Linked DNA regions of Canis lupus: region 1 is linked to region 2. A link is a contact called in public Hi-C data. All regions are on one chromosome and are shown on one strand. The core of a region is the stretch at or near the end of the contact, and the rest is flanking DNA. Distances in the headings are between cores, read along the strand shown.

Region 1 (4,765 bases), core at 1,839-4,338, 260 kb after region 2:
TAAAACTGAAGTCTTCTAATTGGTACTTCAATAATTGACTAAAATATTAAGAATAACAAAATGTATATTGTGGGGTTGAATTTGCTATCCATCATTTCACTGAGGCTAAGTGGAAGGGCCCCAAAGACTAGGCTCCAGCATGTAAATTCTCATGTTAGTACCTAAAGCCACATGGGCCACACCTCTTTGTTTAATGGGAGTGGTTTTCCTAGGCATAAAATATTCTTCCTAGATATAAAGTATTCCAAGGCCAATTCTCTTTCTCACTCATTCTACAGATGAAAAATGTGTATGTATGGGATAGCTGACAATGGTTAGGAGGCTGATCTGTGTAAACAAACCAAGAAACTGACCCCTAAGTCATTCTATTACAAAATAGAAATAATTTAGATTCAATGTCTCTAACAAATCTCAGGTCAGACAGAAAAAAAAAATCGCATTAGGTTGATTTATAAAATATTTAGGTAGATTTAATATAACATATAGCTGTAATGATCAAGTTAATTCCTGCTAGTTATCCTAAAAATTCTAAATAGTTGTTGTTTTTAATTTGATGTCTGTAGTTTAGAAATGAATTAGATCACATTTTGGTCCATAAACTCAATATACCTATCTATAAGGACAGCTAGACTGATAGATGCCACTTATGTTTCGTTTTTACTCAGTCTGAGTTTAAGAAACAGTAAGAAACTTTTAATATATCCTCATAAATAACAAAGCAACCAATTAAATGAATGATAAAGCTAAATAATCACAATCTAAAGCTCCTATTCTGAACTACAACTGCATAATATCTCACAACTCAAAACTATTTATTCAAAACTCCTCACTGGTTGACAGAATCATTGAAGATGAGCTCATTGAATCTCATTGAAGACTGAAAAGAAGTCTTCCCCTAGCAGAGTCATAAAACACTTTTGGGTAGAAGCTTTCTGTCTGTCTGTCAGTGTATTTTCTTTTGGGGGGCAGGGAGGAAACAAAGGCTAGAAGAAAAGATTATTAAAGAAAGATGCTTTCAAAGGAAACTCTAAAATGAAAGTATCAATAGTTTTCATTCATCTCTATACTACTGAAAACAACCAATATGCATACTGTCAAGCAATGAGAACATTTATTCTGGTTCCTTAAATATTGAACCAAAGCAGCTATCAAAAGGTAGATTCTGTGATGACAATGGTTTGATTGTGTATGACTCAAGTGGTAAAGAAAGTGTAAAATGGGTTATTGTATCTACTGGGTAGTACTTGCATCCCGCTAAACCAAGAGTAAGAATAGTTTAAGAACTCCAACAAATCAAAAGGACTTGCATTCTGTGGTTGCTACAATCATTCCCTTAGAAGTGGGAAGCTCCTTCTTAATTTCTTTTCAGTATATTTTTTTAATTGAAAAGAAAGCGTTTAAATGAGCACAGGTTCAATGACTTCACATATTTATAGTTTCTCATGGTGTCCTTCTATTTTGTGAAATAAATGAAAATAAATTCCCATACAATTCCTACCCTCCTATTTACCCACTCATCACCCCAAGGAATAAAAAAAGTCACTATAGGCCTTTTCTATCACTAAAAATTCTATTATGAAGAATCTCTCTTCATCATCTCTGGATCAATACCATAATGTAATGTGGTTGAAATGACTGCTTTAGTCATCACTCTAGGGAGTACCAGAACATTTTCTTTTCTTAAAAGGAATTAATTTAGTTCTGTCTTAAGAAACTACCACTGTACCAGTCAGAAATGATCTAACAAGTATGATCAAAAAGCTCATCTGCTCAAACATTTCTATTACTTTGCAGAATTACTGGTACTGAGATTCCCAATCCTTCCACAGACCGTTTCATAAGTTATAAGCACTACATAATGAATCTATGCACTGTGTAAATAACCCCTTGAATGAACCAACTTTATTTTTTTTACTTGAATTTGACCTAGAGTTCTGGAAAAATATATTTACTGTAAAAAATCATAATACATCTTAAATAAATCATAGTGTCATATTTTAAATTTGTATTTGTTGTTGTTGCTCTTCTTATGTCCCTGTTATTTCTTAGGGGAGGACTTCTAGTTGGTGGAATTTTCATAACCATATCCAGCTACACACTCTCTGCAGTCATATAAGAACTGCTCTGTATCAGGTAATATCAAATAAAATCCCCAAATGACACATGTCCTCTACTTATTATCACCCTGATGAAAATGACTTCAGTAATGTTTGTCTTGGATTTAAATAGGCAGTTCTATGTAAGCTTTCTCCATTATGTCTTGGGGAAATAAAGCAGCATTTCTTTCTTTCCCTTCGTTAAAGCTGCCCATTACTACATAAGGGTAAAAAGCTTCTAATAAGACACATTCTAAACCGGAAACAAAGAAGATATCTAAGTAACTGTGAAATGATAATGACATTCCTCTTTATTTTCCCCAAACCATCATTTTCTAAGTCTGCTTCTATAGAAAAGAAACCAGTCACAAAGAGAAGGGGTGAGGAGGAGCAACACATAGAGAAAAAGGTAAAAAGATTCAAGTGCAAAACTGCTTGGTACAACTGTGACAAAGCTTGTGCAGTCAAGAGAACATCTGGGAGGTAGTCAGGGCAGTATTAACATATCCTAACTACTATGAACAACTAGCCTGGTCATTAGTTTAATTTTCACATCCATCAAAGTAGGAAGCTGCCCCCCAATTCCCACCCCCTCTGGCTTTCCACTATTTTGTTTCAGCATTTTAATAGATGCACACTTGCCTCCTACCAGGGCACAATGTCTGGTTTAAACAGGCTTATCTCTCTCCTTCACTTGTCCTGGAATTACGCCTAAAGCTCAATCCTGGTAGCGTTTAGGATGGGAAATTTAATTGGAAAGAGCTGTCAGTTTAGGCACTCCAATACCTCCTTTCAAAATTTAGTTTGACCTCCCAAGTATCTCCAAGACATCAAAGTTAAACAGTCAAACTTAGTGTATATAGCTCCTTTGAATCTGCATTGTAAATACTGATACCAAAGCGCTGCCAAATCCTAAAACCTATCTTAGTTCCTTGAGCTGGAATAAAAAATACCTGAGTCTATCACCACCAACATCCCAATAAATCCCAAACATGGGTCCTTCCCTTTCAACTGGCTTGTGGTGGCCTGGAGAAGCCCTGTCCAAGTTTTCAGGTTCTGGAGAAGGTATCAAGGTCGACGAAGCCCCTCACTTTCAAGGCATCCGCGCCAAACTCTGAGGAACACCTCGGAAGCCAGGGGGCCAGTGAGGAGAGAGGTCGGGCAGTGCGTCTCTCGCTCTTGCCGAGACCTCGGCGCTTCTGCCAGACCCTCCAGCCCTTGAGTTCTACTCAGGGGAGGTTTCATTACATAATCCCTGCTCCAGACTCGCCCACAGAGTCACGGGCGCTCGGGCTGTCCCGCGTCTCACGCAGCACGGTCGGGGAGATCCGCTGGCTGCGGACCCTGGGGGCAGCACGCGTCCCCTCACTGCGCGCCGCCAGCCTTCGGATCGCCCGGCGCAGCGACCCCAATCCAGGCATGCTCCCCTCTTCCACTTCCGCTCGCGCGCTCTGACCCGGTCTCTGGGTCCCCCTCACACTCGCTGTCCAGACCCCTCTCGAGGAGGGGAGTCCTCCCGGTCAGACCTGCTGTCCCGAGCCCTCTCGGGGTCCTCTCTCTCCAGACCCCCTGTCCCAAGTGCTCTCTGCGACTCCTAAACCCTCCGTCCTGGCTCCTCTTGGCGTCCCCCTATCAGATCTGCTGTCCCGGCCCCTCTGGGGTTCCCTCCCTTCAGACCCCCTGCCCAACCCTCTGGGTCCCCTCCCTTCAGACCCTCTGCCCCAGCCCTCTGGGGTCCCCTCTCTTCAGACCCCCTGCCCCAACCCTCTGGGGTCCCCCTTCCTCAGAGCGCGTCCCGAGCCCTCTGGGGTCCCCTCTCCTCAGAGCGCTGTCCCAAGCCCTCTCGGGGTCCCCTCTCTTCAGACCCCCTGCCCCAACCCTCTGGGGTCCCCCCTCCTCAGAGCGCGTCCCGAGCCCTCTGGGGTCCCCCCTCCTCAGAGCGCTGTCCCAAGCCCTCTCGGGGTCCCCTCTCTTCAGACCCCCTGCCCCAACCCTCTGGGGTCCCCTCTCTTCAGACCCCCTGCCCCAACCCTCTGGGGTCCCCCTTCCTCAGAGCGCGTCCCGAGCCCTCTGGGGTCCCCCCTCCTCAGAGCGCTGTCCCAAGCCCTCTCGGGGTCCCCTCTCTTCAGACCCCCTGCCCCAACCCTCTGGGGTCCCCCTCCTCAGAGCGCGTCCCGAGCCCTCTGGGGTCCCCCCTCCTCAGAGCGCTGTCCCAAGCCCTCTCGGGGTCCCCTCTCTTCAGACCCCCTGCCCCAACCCTCTGGGGTCCCCTCCCCTCAGGGCGCTGTCCCGAGCCCTCTGGGGTCCCCCCTCCTCAGAGCGCGTCCCGAGCCCTCTCGCGTTTCCCGCTCAGACCCGCTACCTCAGCAGCTCTCGGGGTCTCCTCTCCCCAGTCCCGACAAACCCTCTCCCGAACTCCCGCCGCTCGAGTCCTCCCGGACCTCACTCCGCCCAGGGTCCCCTTGCCTCGGCTCACTCTGTCACCGTCCCGCGCCCCAGTGCTCTCACCTCAGACCTGCTGTCACCACCCCCGGGCCCGGCGTCGCCGCCGCCTCCGCCGCTTCCTCTCCCACACTTGTTCCCGAGTCGCTCTTCTGCCGCTGGTCCCCCGGAGGATGCCCGGGTCGGGTCGTTGAGTGCCGGGTCCGGCCACGCAGAGCCTCCGCCCG
Region 2 (5,320 bases), core at 53-2,552:
ACTACAGTAAACAAAGAAATGTCATTTCCCAAATTAAAAAGTTACACCACCCCAGGGAATACCCTGATTTGAACCTACCCACCCACAATCCCCAGCTCCATCAAACTAGCCAGGGAAACGCAAACATCAACAATCAGAATCCTTCAGAGCAAGACGAGGCTTGAACTTCACTGGAAGAGTACCAAGACATTCTGCAACAATTCTAAACCTCAGGCCTTGACCCCTTCTGAGAATTTTCTCTAAAGAAACTGCCTTTAAGCACGGGGGTATATTCAAGAGTTGGAACTCCCAGAATACATCCCAAGCCCACCCCAAATTTCTGTACAGGGAGAGTTTAGAGGCAAAGTGGTTGGAAGCGAGAAGACAGAGGGATAGTCTGGAGGTTTTGCCTGTGCCTAATAAGCACACATAACAAGCACACTAGATCACACGTTCATTTGGGCCGACTCTCCAAGTACATCCGATACTCTGACTTCGACACTGTTTTCTGATGACAGCTGTTAACAAGGCATGCACCTCACCCATCAATGTATCCTAAACTTGCCCGATCAAACATGCCAGCAAGGATCAGCATCCCCAGCCCCACCCCACCTCTAGAATAAGTCTCCTCTTGGGAGAGACTCGCAATAGATATTTTTAAATAGGGACCCAAACCCCATTCTTACGAACAGGCAAGTTTGGGAAGCCCCCGACCACCCACCCGGGCAAGTCCTATTATTATCCCATTTTGCAGATACAAAACCGACCTGAGCGGCCGGTGCGCGATCACACCGCTCGCAAGGGACGGAGCGGACTCCCACCCACACCTGCAAGTGCGTCACCCGGCACCTGGGCACCCACCCCCGGGGTTATCACCCCCTGCGGGCCCGGCGGCCCCCGCAGTCCCCCTGGGCGTAGGCGTCGGGCCTCGGAGCCTCCCACGGTCCTGGGGGATGCGGACCCCCGGCACGCAGTGGCTCCAGCTCCTCGGGTCCAGTCCGCAGCGGGCGGGAGACCGGGTGGCGGCCTCTGACAGCGAAAGTGAAACAAAGCTGAGCGCCCGGCGCGCCCCCAGCCGCCGGCCCGCGCGGACAGCCCCGGCCTGCGCTCGCCCCGCGCCCCTCCCACGGCCGCGCCCGCGCCCGCGCCCCCGCTCGCCCCGGGGGGAAGGGGCCCGGCCCCGCCCGGCGGGAACCCGCGCGCCCCGGCCCCGCTCACCTCCGGCCTCCATGGAGGACGCGCGCGGCCCCGCGGCAGGCGGCGGGCGCCTCAGCCCCCCGGGCCGCCCGCCCTCATGCCGCCCCCAAACAGCCCGCCCCCGCCCCGGCCCCCACCCCGGCCCCCGCCCCGGCCCCCGCCCCGGCCCCGGCCCCGGCCCCGGCCCCGCCGCCGCGCCCGCCGCCGCCCGGAGAGGCCATCAGCTGCTTCCCGTCACATGGCGGCGGGAGCGGGCGGGGATGCGCGGGGGGCGGGGCACGGGGCGAAGGGGCGGGGCCTCGGGGGAACGGGGTGGGAGGGCGGGGGGGGGCCGAATAAGACCGGGATGGGGAGGTACGGCCGACGGCTGGGAGGAACGCGGGGGCGGGGCCGGGGGAAGGGGGGGCGGGCAGGTGACTGCGGACCGGATGCATCCGGGGGCGGGGCTGAGGGAAGGCGGTGGGGGATGCAGGTGAGCGGGGCCGGCTCAAAGCCGGGGGCTGCGGGGACTGAGAAGCCGGGGAGGGGTGAAAGCCGGGTGGGGGCAAGCCGGGAGCGGAAGGAACGCGGCGACAACGGCGGGGGGGGCAGTAGGCGCGGGAGTTGAAGGCAGAAGACGGGGTGCGGCAGGGAGTCCGGGGTGGGGGGCAGGGCTGAGAAGAGAACCGGGGAGGGGGGCGGCGAGCAGGACGGAGACTGCGGCTGGAGAGCGAAGACCTGAAGACGCCAGGGATCGGGGGAGCTGGGGGGTGGCGGAGGGCGAGGAGAGAACTGGGGAGGGGGGCCCGGGAACCCCCTGGAGCCGCTGAGACGGGGGTAGGGAAGGAACGAGACTGCGGAATAAATGGGGGCGCTGGGGCCGGGGACTCGGAGGTTACACGGGAGCCGTGGCGGAGGAGCCTAGCTCCGGGGCTGGGAATGAACGAGGACCAGAGGACGGGGTGCGCCCCGGCTTCTAAAGCGTGGGAACCAGAAAAAGACCAGCCCAGCGGGAAATGGAGGGTGAAAACGAGCGTGTCCGGGTTAAAATGGGCGGTGAGGAAAGAGGCAGCGGGCCGGACCAAAAGAGGGGGGGATCCCAGAAGAGCGGGGGTCCAAAAATGGAGAAGCTGGGTAAACATGGGTGTGACCCGGGAGGGCTGGAGGTCGCGGAAAGAGGTGTTGGGGGACTGCACGGAGAGAAGTGAAACAGGGGCACGGTGGGGGCTCAGGAACCTTCTTGGGGGGATTAAACCCACACATAGGGGCACCTGAGTGGCTTAGTGGTTGAGCATCTGCCTTTGGCTCAGGTCGTGATCCCGGGGTCCTGAGATCTAGTCCCCCATCGGCCTCCCCACAGGGAACCTGCTTCTCCCTCTGCCTGTGTCTCTGTCTCTCATGAATCAATAAAATTAAAAAAAACAAAAAAAAAACAAAAAAAAAAAACCCCACACATAGTCAAAGGGAGGGGCTGGGTTGAAAGGAACCTGGGATACTGAGGTTAAGGGTTTTGTTAGGGAATAAGAAGAGCTGGGGAGCAAAGTGGGGGGCAGCAGAGGCAACCTGGAGCGCAGTAAAGAAAGCGGGTTTGGTGGGAGGAGGAATGACCTAAGAGGGGGACTGAAAGCTTCCTCTAAGCACTGAGGTCTAGAGCAGGAAATCTGGAGGGATGTGTAGATGTTATAGGGGCTGCAGTTAGCTGAGTGCGGTGAAGAACTCCAAGGCCGCTCAGAGCTACAGGACAGCTGATAGCATTCATCATTTCAGACAGTCCAAGCAGATCCATGTTCTTCTCCCTGAAGACTGCTACCCTAGTCCTTTCATGTTAGAAAGCATGCAGTCTGACCAAAACCATGCGTATGCAGGGGGGGGGGAAAGAAATGGAGAAGAGGCACCTGGGTGGCTCAGTGTTTGAGCATTTATTTGCCTTGTGCTCAGTCAGGCCTGGCTCAGGTCGTTATCCCCGGGGTCCTGGGATTGAGTCTCTCTGTGTCTCTCATTCATAAATAATTTTTTTAAAAATGGAAGAACAAGTTTCTCAGATCAGGAAAGGTGCAGGTGTCTCAGTGAGTGTGAGAGTATGTACAAACAATAAAATGGCAATGAGAATGCTATCATCACCAATACAGGTAAGTATTGGTAGTAAAGGTAGGAAAAAAAGAAAAACAACAACAAGGGGAGGCAAATCCATTTCTCCAAATCTTTGTTTACTAATCAAATCTAAATCAAGATCATGAAAGCATTTATTTAAAAATAACTTTATTCCATAATCTTTTTTAAAAAATCCATATTATACCTCAGAATAAATTTCTCTTGCCCATTCCCCCCACCCCCATCACACACCAAATATTAAAATGTAAATAATGCAGAGGGATCTGCTCATTCTTCTTCGCAACAGTTCCTGGTCAGTCCGTGGTGAGAATTACCAGTTGGTACTTCCTGCATCACAATAAATTTTACCTGGCAGGGATGATTTTGCAGATTTCGGTGCATGCATTATGGAAGTTTTTCATCATGGGCTATCTGCAGGAATAGGGCCTGTATGTGCTTGTGAGAATTAGAACTAATTTCAAAGCCACAGGATTGCCTTCTGAAATGTCAGTTGTGATAGCCCTTAAGTATTTATCTTCCTGGTCCTGATAAACAGATCTTGGAGTTCACAATACATTCAGATAAGATTGTGTAACAGCACAATGTAACAACTTGGACTTTGCCACACAGTTTGTAACCCACTATCAACATGTTTGTAGTTTGGGGTTGGATCATCTTAAAAGAAAGCCCTAATTCTTTAAAAATCCTTAAAACTTGAAGACCGCCAGTACCTGTGCTCTTAACTGGCCCAGCTATATCGATGTACACACAGGGCTCAGAAACAAGCGACAGAAGTTGTGGCTCAGCTAACCTAGGGTTTATAGTGTTTGGCAATAAGACCTGGAAGCCCCCAACTGCTAGTGGAAAAATCCTTCTCCAGAGATTTCCCATCATCAGGTGCATATGCAAGAGAAGAAGTAGTTATGGAAAGCATCTCAGTCATCTTTCAAATCATTCTCTGGGTTCGTATCTAGGGACTTCTTTTCCTGTTTCTTTTTTTTTAAATATGGTTGACTCTGTAGAGTGAACTCTCAAATTCACAGAATCACAGAAGATTCTAAAGGGACATGAGCTCAGAGTTCAGTGACTTTAGAAGCAACTCAAGTCTCCTGTTCTAAAACACTAATTTAGCCATCCAGAGGGATGAAGTACAGGAAGTACTAGGCAACAGAAGCCTGAGCACGCAAGAATTGCAGTTCGCACCTATTCCTGAGGGGTGGAAAGTGCAGTCAGCTCCTGCGATCCACAGGGCTCCAAGCTGGGGACAGGGCTCACTTCTAGAGATTTGCTCAGTACAGCGTTTTCATTCATCCAAGAAAATAGACCCCCTCTACACCACAGCTGCAGGGGAAGGCTGCAGATAACCAGTTTCTTATCTTACCTGAATCCCAGTCCCTGTTATTTGGAGAAAGGAAGCTCTCTCTGAAGCCCTAGGTCTTGCCTATTAAGCAGGATATGAGCATTAAAAAGTGCAAAGTCAAGTCAGATTTTCATGTTCAGCATACGTCTTTTGCACCCTTATTAGGTTTCTGACATTTAAGAGGCTTGGATGAAATCAGAGAAGAAAAATCTCTGGGCTGTATAGGGATCTGGAAACAGCTTAAACTCATCAGATGTTATTTGATTTAATTCAAAACTTAGTATTATTGATCAATGCATCCTCATAAGGTGTAGAGAAGCAGTAGGAAGGAAGCAACTTTTCCCATTCCTATTTCCAAGATGGAGAAACTGAGGCCAGATGAACTAGTCTGCCCAGGGAGTACTTATCACCAGATACTCCATTGCAAAACATTTCTCCTGCCTTCTTTCGGAGCCACAGGAAAAAAGAGGAGAATGGGAGAGTCTGAAAGCTACCAGGGTATCACCTAAGAGGCTTTTGTATTAGTATGAAGCTCTGCAAAATGAGAGGTTCTAATGAAAGGCACTTCCTCTTAGGGGCCCCTACCTCTTTTGAAAAGAATTATATACCTCCAGGGAAGCAAATATGGTCAGGAGAGCTCTGATAATGCTCTCCTCTGAAACCATTCTATAAAGAACAAGAGACCCAGGCAACAGCTTCTAATTTACAGTTGAC

What was found. Hi-C and Micro-C count contacts between places; a contact is called where the count stands out from the background.
Region 1: a contact with region 2 is called in a Hi-C map of blood, with 3 times the contacts expected there. The contact joins the promoter of LOC119877623 here to the promoter of WSB2 in region 2. A contact is called at or near these places in 3 of 9 Hi-C or Micro-C datasets (amygdala and blood).

Annotation. Positions count from the first base shown.
Region 1 is chr26:15,048,589-15,053,353 of UU_Cfam_GSD_1.0, forward strand. LOC119877623 (proline-rich protein 36-like) reads left to right here and starts at 3,089. Exons shown (of 3, transcript XM_038576089.1): 1 at 3,089-3,161; 2 at 3,361-3,513; 3 at 3,884-4,765. The coding sequence starts at 3,089. It overlaps TAOK3 (serine/threonine-protein kinase TAO3), which reads right to left. Exons shown (of 21, transcript XM_038575265.1): 1 at 4,605-4,765.
Region 2 is chr26:14,791,312-14,796,631 of UU_Cfam_GSD_1.0, forward strand. WSB2 (WD repeat and SOCS box-containing protein 2) reads right to left here and starts at 1,303. Exons shown (of 9, transcript XM_038575256.1): 1 at 1,198-1,303. The coding sequence starts at 1,210. It overlaps VSIG10 (V-set and immunoglobulin domain-containing protein 10), which reads right to left. Exons shown (of 9, transcript XM_038575262.1): 9 at 3,381-5,320.